Linked DNA regions of Mus musculus: region 1 is linked to region 2. Evidence: chromatin contacts called from public promoter capture Hi-C data. All regions are on one chromosome and are shown on one strand. The core of a region is the stretch at or near the end of the contact, and the rest is flanking DNA. Distances in the headings are between cores, read along the strand shown.

Evidence for each region. Promoter capture Hi-C pulls out the DNA fragments that hold promoters and counts their contacts.
Region 1: a contact with region 2 is called in a promoter capture Hi-C map of liver. The contact joins the promoter of Naaa here to the enhancer-like site in region 2. A contact is called at or near these places in 10 of 39 promoter capture datasets (the C10 cell line, the HPC-7 cell line, HPC-7-derived erythroid cells and 7 more), 1 of 15 datasets of contacts at CTCF or cohesin (the NIH/3T3 cell line), 44 of 484 Hi-C or Micro-C datasets (3T3-L1-derived adipocytes, the Ba/F3 cell line, the G1E-ER4 cell line and 26 more), 1 of 115 datasets of contacts at active chromatin or transcription factors (epiblast stem cells) and 3 of 9 other capture datasets (adipose tissue, liver and macrophages).

The regions. Positions count from the first base shown.
Region 1 is chr5:92,274,997-92,281,212 of GRCm38.p6, forward strand. It overlaps Naaa (N-acylethanolamine acid amidase), which reads right to left and starts at 3,185. Exons shown (of 11, transcript NM_025972.4): 1 at 2,916-3,185; 2 at 1,923-2,087. The coding sequence starts at 3,136.
Region 2 is chr5:92,192,415-92,198,510 of GRCm38.p6, forward strand. It overlaps Uso1 (USO1 vesicle docking factor), which reads left to right. Exons shown (of 24, transcript NM_019490.1): 18 at 299-437; 19 at 1,598-1,761; 20 at 2,934-3,020; 21 at 5,922-6,020. Gm25290 (a small nucleolar RNA gene) reads left to right here and starts at 908; the gene lies at 908-1,051. Within about 2 kb of position 4,322, at least 27 of the 459 cell types and tissues checked have an H3K27ac peak or open chromatin away from gene starts, as enhancers often do. A contact at or near this core is called in liver, where this site is marked.

The DNA of each region.
Region 1 (6,216 bases), core at 1,935-4,434, 81 kb after region 2:
TGAAAGGCAGAAACCTAGGTGGTCCTCTCCCCATCACAGGACCTGTTGCAGAATCCACAAACATTTACAGACCCTCCAGCACTCTGCCTAGGATGTGGGCGTAGGATGCGCAGAGTCCTCTGTGACCTTGGCCCTGGCAAAAGCAGACTCTTAAAGAGCAGTGTGAATCAGCACTGAGAGGTCGCAGTGAGGATCATACCAAGGGCCAAGGAGAGCCTCGTAGAAGAGAAAGGTGAGCCAAATCAAGGTCATAGCAGGAGGGTGTGTGCGAAGAATATAGTTCCCCAAACTTCTTGGGCAGTGCATTTTGAGCATGGTTTTTAGGGGAGTGGGTGGGTAGATTCTCACCTTTTTGTAACGTGGATGGATGCCGGAGGACAATGGGATCTTCCTCAACTGATTTTCTATCTTATTTATATTTGTGTGGGAGAGGGGAGTGTGCATGTGTCACAGTGTGCTTTTGGAGGTCAGAGGACAAGCAGCAGGGATCAATTCTCTCCTTCCATGACGACATGTCTCAGAGATTGAACTCAGGAGCTCACACTGAATACGCCCTCTTAACTCAAGCTCTCTCTGCAGTCCTCCACTTTACTTTTTGCAGAGGTTCTCCTATTGAACTTGAAGCAGCAAGTTCCCACAATCCTCCTCTCTTCTCCCACCCCAGCGATTGGGTTACAGGCACATGCGGCATACCCAGCCAGGGTTCTGAATTCAGGTCCACTCTGGCCACAGCAGGCACTCTGATTATCTACATAGCCTTCTCCCCAGCTCTTGAGTAGCTTTTTCGAGGTCGTCTCACAAACCACTTAGACACCATTCTCAGTCAAACAGGGCTTGTTTATTGAGCACACACCCCAAGACTGATCTATCAGGGATGTGGTCTTAACTCAGGAGGAACTGAACTGCAACCACCAGCCAGAATCCTATATAGCTTTTAAGCCTGAAATCTACAAACATCTGTGTTAAGTTATTCCACCAATCAGGATTTAGGTGGGGAATTCCCATAGGAACACATCCTACATTTTATATCCAGTTCTCACTGGTTGGGGTGTTCAACAGTGGTGGAGGACTTGCCTTGCCTAACATGCATGTCTTAACCTATCTACCAGGATGTACACATCTCTTTCTGTCCAATAGAATGTCAATTATATTTTAAAAATCGTAGCATTTTCTACATCCAGCCAATTGGGGTGAATGATAGTAACTCTAGGAATCAACCAACCACATCTAGCCTTCCTACATATCCCTACATATTCCTTAGGAACTTAAGCTTTATTCTACCCCTACTCAAAATGCAAGTCTTATTCTAAATAGCATCTTATATTGGTGCAAGCATCTCTTTTATGTAGGGGTCCATCTCAGGAGCAGTTTATAAGGCAAGAAACCGTACATTTAAAAAAAGCTCATACACGGGTGGAGGAAGTGCTGCTGGGTGGTTGGTTCGGGTCCAAGCTTACGTCGGCTAACTATACAAAGCAGTTCTTTCTAATTGCCTTCTATTGTGATTGGTTTCCAAGAACACCAAGGCACAGAACATAACAGAATAAGCAACAAGCTCAGGCCTCGTTTCCTAATAACAAGCACTTGAGAAAGTTTCTTTATATCATTAGTAACAGTGCAAACTGGCTGGCCAGACCTTCGACAGTTCCTAGGCCTTAACAGTTTGGAAAGTAGGATGCCATCTAGATCCCTGACAAGATAAAAGTAAGCTTTGGGTAGAGCGGCTGCTTCCCTCTGGAAGTCCACCAGACACATGCTGCTCTGATTTCCCTGGGGAGTCAGAAACCTAAGGTGACATGTAAACTTCAGTCATTATCTCATCTTCACCAAGCGAACATATCTCCTCCATTCATTATGGGTGACAGGAGTCCCCAGTAGGTGGCAATTAGTTGACTTTAATCCACCTAGCACGGGGCACTTACGCGGAAGCCTCGTAGGCCAGGTTGACCAAGATACCGTCAGCCAGGCTGAGGTTGAGCGAGTCACAGATGCTGCGGATCTCGTCGGTGAAGGGCTGAGGCAGGAAGCTCTCCACCTTCGACACAATTTCTCCGACCATCCCGAGTACCCACTGGGGAACCCTGTCGCTAGAAATGAAAAAGTACGAAGTTTGTTTCTCGTCTCAGAGCATGGACAGTGCACGTATGCGTGGACGAGGCGGGAGGAATGTTGGGAATCTAGATTACTTTCAGAGCTGCTCCATTCCCAGCGTTCAAACCAGCGGGAATAAAGTGGGCATGATAGTGCAGGGCTGTAATCCCAGCTACTCAGGAGGCTGAGGCAGGAGGATTGTAAGGGCAGTTTATGTTTCACAGCGAGAATCTCTTTCTTTTTTTCTCACATCATAACATTTATATTCATTATTTGGGAATTTCATACAATGCAACCCGATCACACGTTCCTCTCGAGTCCACCCTCCCACCTTTGCCTTACCCCTCAAACAAACAAACAAACAAAACAACAACAAAAACAAACCACCAAATCCAATTTATGTTGTCCATATACTCATATATGTATAGTCAAACTCCCAGCGAGACTTTCGAAATGAAAAGTATAAGGGCTGAGATACACCCAATGGTAGTGCAATCACCACTACCTCCAGTGCCAACCTCCATGTAAGGCCAGCCAGGCTGGTCCACGATGCGGAGTTTCCTGGGCTGCATGCCCTACGCTGCAGCTTAGCATACTGGGTGACACCTTGCGCGTTACCCTGACCCGGAAAATGTGTGGTAAACGCGCGCGCCGCAGGAGGCTCCGAATTTGAGAGCCGAACTGGCCTTGCTGGGTCAGCCACCCGCTGGGCGCTGCGCAGAGCAGTGGGGAGGGCAGCGGTGCAGCGGTGAGAGGGTAGAGGTGCAGCAACGAGGGAAGAGCAGAGCCTGACTACAAGTTCACCAGACCAGTCCCGCGCTCACCCAATGACCTGCGCCACCGCGGTGCGCAAGAAGTCTGGGTCGTAGTGCCGCAGCATCGGCAGCCAGCGCTGCTCCGGGGCCGCGTCCAGACTGACGTTGAAGAGAGGCGGAGTCCCGGGGACGACAGCCGACAGCCAGGGACCGGACAGCGACAGTAGCAGCAACAGAGCCAGGGCCAGGTGTGCCCCATGGCACGCGGCCCTGGTGGCTAGGGTCCCCATAGCTCCGGCTTCTGAGGCCACCACCGGACCAATGAATCTTTGCTGTCCTGGGGAGGCGGAGTGGGAGGCCTGGGGCGGTGCTGGCACTGAAGGCGGGGCCTGCGCTCCACCCGGTCAGGAACCCAAGCACTGACACCGCCTCCTGCCCCAGCGGGATTAAGCCTGCTTCTCACTCACAGCTAGAGGCAGTATCACATCTCTGTGTAAAAGGCCGGGAGTGGTTGTACTTAATAACCTGGTGATTTGTGCTATACGTAGGGCCAGACCTCACCCGAACCCCCTAGACTATACTTCTATCCTAGACTTCCCAGACTCGTAAGCATTGTTTCTCAGTCAATAGAACCTATCCTTACGGAAGATGTCACATGCACTTTGTAGTTTGATGACTCTATGAAATATGTATGCCCAAGACCACACCCGATCCTGCCCAAGGTCCTTAAGATGCCGTAAGCTTTACTGTGCACATGAGATTGAGATAATTGTTACCAGGAAACGTCTTTTCCCTAAAATTGCGCTGTACTTAAACACCTAAAGTTCAGACTCTGTTTCAACCAGCGCCGGTGTACTGGATGGTTCTGTGTCAACACAAGCTAGAGCCGTCAGAGAGGCGCCTCGGTTGAGGACAATGCTTCCATGAGATCCAGCTGTAAGACATTTTCTCAATAAGCGATCGATGGGAGTGGGCCCATCCCTTTGTGGGTGGCGCCATCCCTGGCCTGATGATCCTGGGTTCTATAAGAAAGCAAGCCGAACAAGCCATGAGGATGGAGCTAGTGAGCAGGCCGAAGGACCCCAGGGCTAGTCCACCCCAGTGGCCTCTTGCTGGGATGGAGCTAAACTGCACATTCAGCTCACCCAAGTCAAGTGAGCAGCATGTTCAGTGAGAGAGCAACGCTGCCTCAGGAAAAAATCCCTGCCTGCAGTGGAAAGTAACAAAGACCCCCATGTCAGCCTCTAGCCTCCATGTGCACACACACACACGTGCACCGCCACACAACACACACACAAACATGCTAATGCTGAGTTACAGTCAGCAAAAGCACAAACTGATACTCTATGCCAAATTTTAAGATACTAAATAATACTGTGCTGAAGACACACACAGGAGCGTGCGCGCGCGCACACACACACACACACACACACACACACACACACACACACACATCTGAGATTAGCAGCACTTGAGGGAGGGGTCATGGTGAGTGCTTCAGTTCCACTTTTTGGTTCTCTTCTTATACTGAACTTCCTCTCTGTAGGCAGAACATAGCCCAGACTGACCCCACCCTCCTGCTCCTCCCGCTTGAGCCCTGGGTACTGGGATTACAGGCGTGAGCCAGAAAGCCAGCCTCTCATGCTTTCACTTATAAAACAAAAGCAACAAAAAAGCCAGGATATTAACATTGGATTGGTAAATGTTTCCTTGTGCTCTATATATTTGTATGTTAAAAAGTCGTGATTATAAAGTGTTTTTATTGGGCTGGAGAGATGGCTCAGTGGCTAAGAGCACTGACTGCTCTTCCAGAGGTCCTGAGTTCAAATCCCAGCAATCACATGGTGGCTCACAAACATCTGTAATGGAATCCAATGCCCTCTTCTGGAGTGTCTGCTACAGGGTACTCATATACATTAAATAAATAAATCTTTCAAATGTTTTTACCTTAAAAAAAAAAAAGGTGCAGTACCCCTGAAACAGGAAGCTGTATTTTTACTCCGAATTTCCTTCCCTAGTGATTCCTTTAAACTTCCACTCTTGCAGCCCTTCCTGGAATGGCAGTTCCCATTTTGCCTTTCTGTTTTACAACTTGGCCCAATTTCCTTTTAAGGCCCCTTTGATGCTGATTTAGGATTAGCAGGCCTGTTCCAACTGCCTCTGGCTGATGCGGAACTAGAGCTGTTCCTGATTCTGCAAAGGATGCTTTATATAAATGTATATAAATGCTTAACATACGAGTTACCAAAGTGTCCAAAGCAGGCAAAAAGAAGTCACTCAGATATATCCTTTCCACTCACATCCAGCAACCATTTCCACATGGCCGTTTTATTTATAGAAGAAACACCAAGACTGTATGTGCCTCAAGGGAAAACCACCGTTACTTAAAGATTGGCTTGTTTTCTTAACAGTACTCTGTTTGCATTCAAAGAACAATCTTTTTTTTTTTAAAGATTTATTTATTTATTATATGTAAGTACATTGTAGCTGTCTTCAGACAATCCAGAAGAGGGAGTCAGATCTCGTTACGGATGGTTGTGAGCCACCATGTGGTTGCTGGGATTTGAACTCTGGACCTTCGGAAGAGCAGTCGGGTGCTCTTACCCACTGAGCCATCTCACCAGCCCCTCAAAGAACAATCTTAAGACTTTATAGAAATAACATATGTAGAAGAGTACACACACACACACACACATATACTCTTGTACATTAAAAAATTAAAATTGAGATATAGCTTAAGCTTCTTTTCATTCTGGGATAATTTCCCCAAATTGTTGGCATATGAGTTGATGAAGACACCAATGTGTTCCCCTCCACACTACCCTCTGTGCCACTAAGAGCTTTGGGGGATGGGCTGGGGAGGGAGGATAGCTCAGTGGGTAAAGCACTTGATGTTTAAGCATGAGAACCTGAGTTTCAATCTCTAGCCATTCCTCCTGCCCTACACATGTTCATGTCTATTCCCAGAGCTGGGGTGGCAGGTGAGGGAGAGACAGGTGGATTTCAGGGACCATTAGCAGGCTGGCCTAGCCAATCAGTGAGCTTCAGTTTCAGTGAAAGACTTTCTCAGAGATTCCATGTGTGCATTGGTGGACACATATACTGCACCTTGGAATTCTGCTTTCGAGACAGAGCCATACTACCTGGAACTTGCTTCATAGACGGAGCAGGCTATGAATTTACAGTCTATACTCCGGAGCTTCTGCCTTCCATCACCAGGGTAGCAAGTTGCCAAATGCATACCACTGACTGTCCAGCACCCAACAGCATCTAGGAGTTCACTACTTGTGGCTCCACACTGCATGCTCCCTGCTTAGTGTATACCGTGATGTGGTTGTAAAGTTTGCTAAGTTTAAGTGTCCTTAGTGTT
Region 2 (6,096 bases), core at 3,072-5,571:
TAATGGTGTCATGGCCTCAGAGTGAGTGAGCAGCAGGCTGCGGTGCTGCAGTGGTGTGGTGCTGGTGAGTGCAGAGCAAGTGAGCAGCAGGCTGTGGTGCTGTGGTGCTGGCCTGCAGAGCCCTGCTTGAAGCCCCCACATGATGATCAGCTTCGCACACGTTCAAGTCTTCATGCTTCACTATTGATTTGGGGCGTGTTGAGTAGTTTAGCATACTGATTTTTTAAAAGCCCATGTATTTAATTATTGTGTGCCTGGTGTATGCAGTGAGAACATCTGACTCGTGTCTGTTTCACAGGACCTACAACTGGAGGAACTGAAACAGCAAGTCTCCACCCTGAAGTGTCAGAACGAGCAGCTACAGACAGCAGTCACCCAGCAGGCATCTCAGATTCAGCAGCACAAGGACCAGTACAATCTCCTCAAAGTTCAGCTCGGTGAGTGTCTGCCTCACTCTGTCCTCAGGAGCTGGAAGGAGATTCTCTGTGCCCTGCTTGTTCTCAACCGTGATCACTGTGAGGAATATGTAAGTTAGAACTTAGTGCAGGATGGCTTGTAACTGAGTAGCTGAGACCAGATCATTCCAATAGAAAGTCCACTCTCCATCTTCTTGCTTATTGGCTGATCCAGTGATTGCTGACTCCTGGCAACACACTATATCCCATGGGCTATTTGAGATTGACTGATATACTATTTCAGTTGCTTCAGAATTGAAATAATAGCATTATGTCATCTGAAAAATAAGTAAAATAATAGATATGTAAAACTCTAATTTATTCCCAGGTAGATAGGCAAGAATTCACATTCCTCCATTTTGAAGGGGCGTTTTCTCAGATGTCATTGTTGTCTGTGGTTGTGTGTGGGCGTTTGGGTGCCGCTAGGTCTGAGCCTGACTTGCTAAACCCTCCCTTCTCTTTGTGGAGACCCGGTGTGCTGTCCTGTGCCCCGTTATGTAAAAGGCAGAAGGAAAGGGCTCCAGCCCTCTTAGCACCATGTCTTCAGTGCCTGTGGCCTCCTGTCCACCGGCTGTGTCCTCAGGTGTAGGATACCAGGAGAGAAAAAAAGGATTTCCATTCCTGTCACTTTCTTTCTGGGTGCTGGGGCTCCAACCCTGGCCTCTGTGTGTGTGGGAGTGGTGCTGTACAGAAAGCCATACTGCAAGCCCGCATGTTTGCAGAGAGCATCATCTTGCAGGCCTTGTGATGATGATAATGCCAGGTACCGAAGAGTAAGAAGTTAGTAACTAACATTTTCAGAAACAAATTTTTCTTTCTTTATGACAATAATTTTTTGGCCAGTTAACCCATGTGGATAGCTATTCCTCTGGAAAACTTTTTAAATGGATTTGACTTCTCTTACGCTTATTGTCAGAATTGGAATTAAAGCTGCCGTAATTCACAGTCATAATCACCAAACCATACAGTTTAATCAGGAGCCTTGAACCAATCTGCACCTCTGCCATCAGGAGCGCCCTGCCAGTTTCCCAGTTAGGGGACCTTCTCTGGGGTCTTAGGTGATCTTGTATTGTAGCCTTCTAGTCCTGATGATGAGAAGTTGGATTCACGTCAGCTTTCCCCACTGTTGTGATGTTTAACAGGAAAAGACAATCACCATCAAGGTTCCCACGGTGACGGGGCTCAGGTGAATGGCATTCAGCCGGAAGAAATCAGTCGGCTGAGGGAAGAGATAGAAGAGTTAAAAAGTCAGCAGGCGCTCTTACAAGGCCAGCTAGCTGAAAAGGACTCATTGATTGAAAATTTGGTAAGTAAATGTTAAAAAAGAAATGTAAATAAGTGACCAAGAGTAATTCTCATCATCTTACTTGCTTGCTTTTTCTGGGTTTGTTATTTGTTCTTTTTTTAAAAGATGTATGTATGTATTTATTTATTTTATGTATGTGAGTACACTGTCACTCTCTTCAGACACACCAGATCCCTTTACAGATGGTTGTGAGCCACCATGTGGTTGCTGGGAATTAACTCAGGACCTCTGGATAAGCAATCAGTACTCTTAAACGCTGAGCCATCTCTCCAGCCCAATTTGTTTTGTTTTAAGGCAGGGTCTTACAGTGTAGCTCTGGCTGGTCTGGAACTAATTATGTAGATGAGGCTGGCCTTGAACTCAGATTTTCTGAGAGCTGAATTGAAAGTTAGGTACCACCATAGCATAGCCATCCCTGTGTGGTTTGTTGTTGCTCGTGTTGTTGTTGACGACAGGCTCAGCCATCTCAGGGTGATCTTGAATTCCTGATCCTCCTGCCTTTCTTTACTCTACAAGTGCTATACCCCATGCCTGGCTTAATGCTTCAAAACCCACTGTGGTGTCTAGACCTTGCTAGCCTTGAACTCACAGAGCTCTGCCTCCCTCCGCCCCCTGGATGCTGGGATTGAGAGTGTGTGCCTCTGCACCAGCTCTCCTGAGACAGGGCTCTCTATGCAGCCTTGGTTTCCCTGGAACTTACTGCGTAATCTGCTTGAGCCGCCACACTCAGCTTGGTTTTTATTGTTTGTTTATTTATTTTCTTATTGATGGGGATTATTTCTTTTAAAAATAGCGATAGTGTAGTTTTAGAGACATTTGTTTATTTGGTTTGTTTTGTTTGAGGTTAGTGTGTGTGTGCAGACATGGGCACTCAAGCCACAGAGTGGAGGTCAAGGACAGTTTTCAGGAGTTGATTCTCTCCTTTGCCTGTGAGTCTCGGGAATCAACATCCCTTTGGCAGGCTTGTGAGTCACCTGGTCTGAGTGTAACTTCTGAGGCTGTGGAGAGCTGTAGACAGCGCTCTATTGAAATAGAATCTTACATATAAAAATTCAAGTCTTTATGTGCAGTCCTTAGTGAGCTTCTGTAAGGTCTGACTGTGAGCGTGAACCTCTGCTCTGACTCCCTTTCTTTCCAGGTTTAATTTCAGTTTATTTCTATGCTAATTGTAGAAATCTTCGCAAGCGTCTGGCATGAGTGAACAGGCTTCAGCAACATGTCCTCCCAGAGATCCCGAGCAAGTTGCAGAGTTAAAGCAGGTAATGTTCCAGTAGAGTAACACCACCCTGAGTGTTGTATTGCTGTAGAATGCCATTGTCAGGAGCAATACGATTGGTAGTTAAGACAAGCTTTGAAAAACCTAGAAGCTGTGTTTACTTGACAGTAATGTAGTTTTGTCTTTCATTGATTTGTTTTATTTTTTTTACATTTATTCATGTGTTAATCTTGTGCTATAAATGTGTGTGGACACAGCTTGTGTTATAAAGACCACATCTGGAAGTCAGAGCATAGCTGCAGGGAGTTGGGTCTCTCCCTCTACCATGTGGGTCCTAAGAGTGACTTCAGTAGTCACCCACTGAGCCATCTTGCTAGCCCAGCTTCTTATTTCAGTTTCCTTCTTTCTCTCTCTTCTCTGTCATCCTCCCTTCTTTCTGTGTTATAAAGGAATGTATGGTTATTAGAAAAGAGAAATCAGAAACCAGGCTGTGCTTCTGTGCTAGCTATCGTCCCCTGCAGGGGGCAGTGCCTCTCATGCACACGGCTGTGCCTGTGTCACCAGTGTCCTTGCCTCTTAAATCTGCAGAGGCTGGCTGGCTTTCTTTCTTTCTTTCTTTCTTTCTTTCTTTCTTCCTTTCTTTCTTCCTTTCTTCCTTTCTTCCTTTCTTCCCTCCCTCCCTCCCTCCCTCCCTCCCTCCTTTCTTTCTTTCTTTCTTTCTTTCTTTCTTTCTTTCTGTGTGTGTTTTTGAGACAGGGTTTCTCTGTATAGCTCTGGCTGTCCTGGAACTCACTCTGTAGACCAGGCTGGTCTTGAACTCAGAAATCCGCCTGCCTCTGCCTCTGCCTCCCAAGTGCTGAGATTAAAGGCTTGTGCCACCACTGCCTGGCTGATTTCTTTATTCTTATATTATGTGTTTCAGTGTTTTGTGTGTGAGTAGGAGGTTTTTGGTCTTGTTGTTTTGAGTCAGGGTCTCTCTATGTAGCCCTGGCCATTCTATAACTTGTTATGTAGACCAGGCTGGCCTCAAACTTACAGAGATCCTCATGCCTTTGCCTCCCAAGTGCTGGCATTAAAGGTAAAAACCGCTGTGCCTGGCAAATATACAAGTTCTTTTAAAATGATGGCTTTATCTAGCAACATAGGGATTTATGTATTATATTGCATATTACAAAATACCGTATGTGGGTCTCCTCACTCTCTTGGATCATTGCCTGATGGTCCACAAGGGCAGTGGGAGCAGAGCCAACAACAGATGTGGGTTTGGAAGCCCCACGAGTACTTACGGCGAATGACCACACTGGGACCAGCTATCGGGAGCCACATCAGCTTTACTTTGGGTGGCTCAAGGGTAATAAAGTTTTGGGGGATTGAGAGTAGGAATATCCAGGAGGGGCAGAGGTCATTGGCTGAGGGCTTAGGGTACCTGAAATGCCTCATTAGTGTGGGGAAGCATTTCGAGAATCTTAGGCACTGGCTGAACAGGTTCTATCAGGAGAAAGGAGCTGATCCGGTAATCTAATTGAAGCTACATGCCATTTCTCAGGTAGAGTCTTATGTGGGGACTTAGAATTCCCCAGGCAATTTCAGAGGAGAATCCCTGCTAATGAACGGAGTCTCTCATATTTCTCGGAGCCCAGAAGCTATCTGGTCATTATGGACTTTGACCTTAATTAGCAGAGTGTTCTCATACTGTGTAGGGGCAGGGGAGATGGCTCAGTAAGTAAATATGCTTGCTTACACAAGCATGAGAACTTGACTTTGAATCCCCAGCACCCATGTAAGAGAAAGGCAGACATGTTATCACATACCTGTAAGGCAGCTGGATCCTAGGGATGGCTTTCCAGACAGTCTAGCCAAAACAGCTCCAGGATCAGTGAGCAGCTGTCTCAGAAGTAAAGTGGAGAGCAAGTGGAGGACACCCGGTGCCAGTGTCTGGCCTCCACACAGGCCTCCAAGGCGACATCATCGCCCACCCTATATATATGCACCACAGACACACAGAAGGGAAATAAAGACAAGAACAAAATGATCGGTACTATCACACTCCGCATACTCTTGTTGATAATTGACAGTAGGAAGTAATTAGAGAAGAGACTGTACTCGATGGATGGTTGATGCATTATGCACCTCCCCATGCATTATGCATTATGCATGTCCCCAATCATTGCCTGAGGGGAAGGAGCATCACTGGGGGAGCTGCATTTTCATTGCTTTTCTGTCACTGTACTTGGTGGGAGGAGGTGCTGAGCGTCAGAACGTCCAGCAGTGTAGCAGCAGCTTCTTCCCTGTCTCCCCAGCACTGCTACTGCCGTGCGAGGGCCCTGACCTTGAGCTGGCCTGCTTTGAGTTGCAAGCGCCAAGCCTGTAGGCTTGAGCGGGGAGTAGCAGGGTGTGAGCTCTGGCAGGGATCTGATGGCTCTCTCAGAAATAAGACATTGAAGCAGCCCTCAGTGCTTAGACCCCATTAGCTGTTCTTGTAACATCCTAATGGTACCAGGAAGGTACAGCTTTCATGTGACTCAGGTGCCAGCTTTGCTTTCTCTGTGGTCAGCCTCCAGGTCTCCTAGGTGGGTTTTCAGTCTCCAGTGTTTCCTGAAGACTCACTTTCTCTATTTTCTTGTCCCTGTGCCTGCCTGCCTGCCTGCCTGCCTGCCTGCCTTCTTTCCTTCCTTCCTTCCTTCCTTCCTTCCTTCCTTCCTTCCTTCCTTCCTTCCTTCCTTCCTGTTATCCCTTTAGGATGTTTTTGGTGGGAGGGGGAGGACATACAGGATCTCAGGAAGCAATAGGGATGCATATATAGGTTTCATTCTCTAGCTTGATAAATTCTAATACTTGGACATGAATGAGTTTTGAAGATAGTGTCAAGAAGGGATTTCTGTAAGTGAACATTTCCTTAATGAAACCACACTGTTCCTACCACAACTTACTGTTCTGTGTTTAGGAACTGACAGCATTAAAGTCCCAGTTATGTTCACAGTCTCTGGAGATCACGAGACTCCAGACGGAGAACTGCGAGCTGCTGCAGAGAGCAGAGACCTTGGTGAGTCACCCTCATCGTCCCTTCCAAAGGCAGCAGCACACAGTTAATCTGTTCTCTCAGCCGTAGCCAGAGCTCA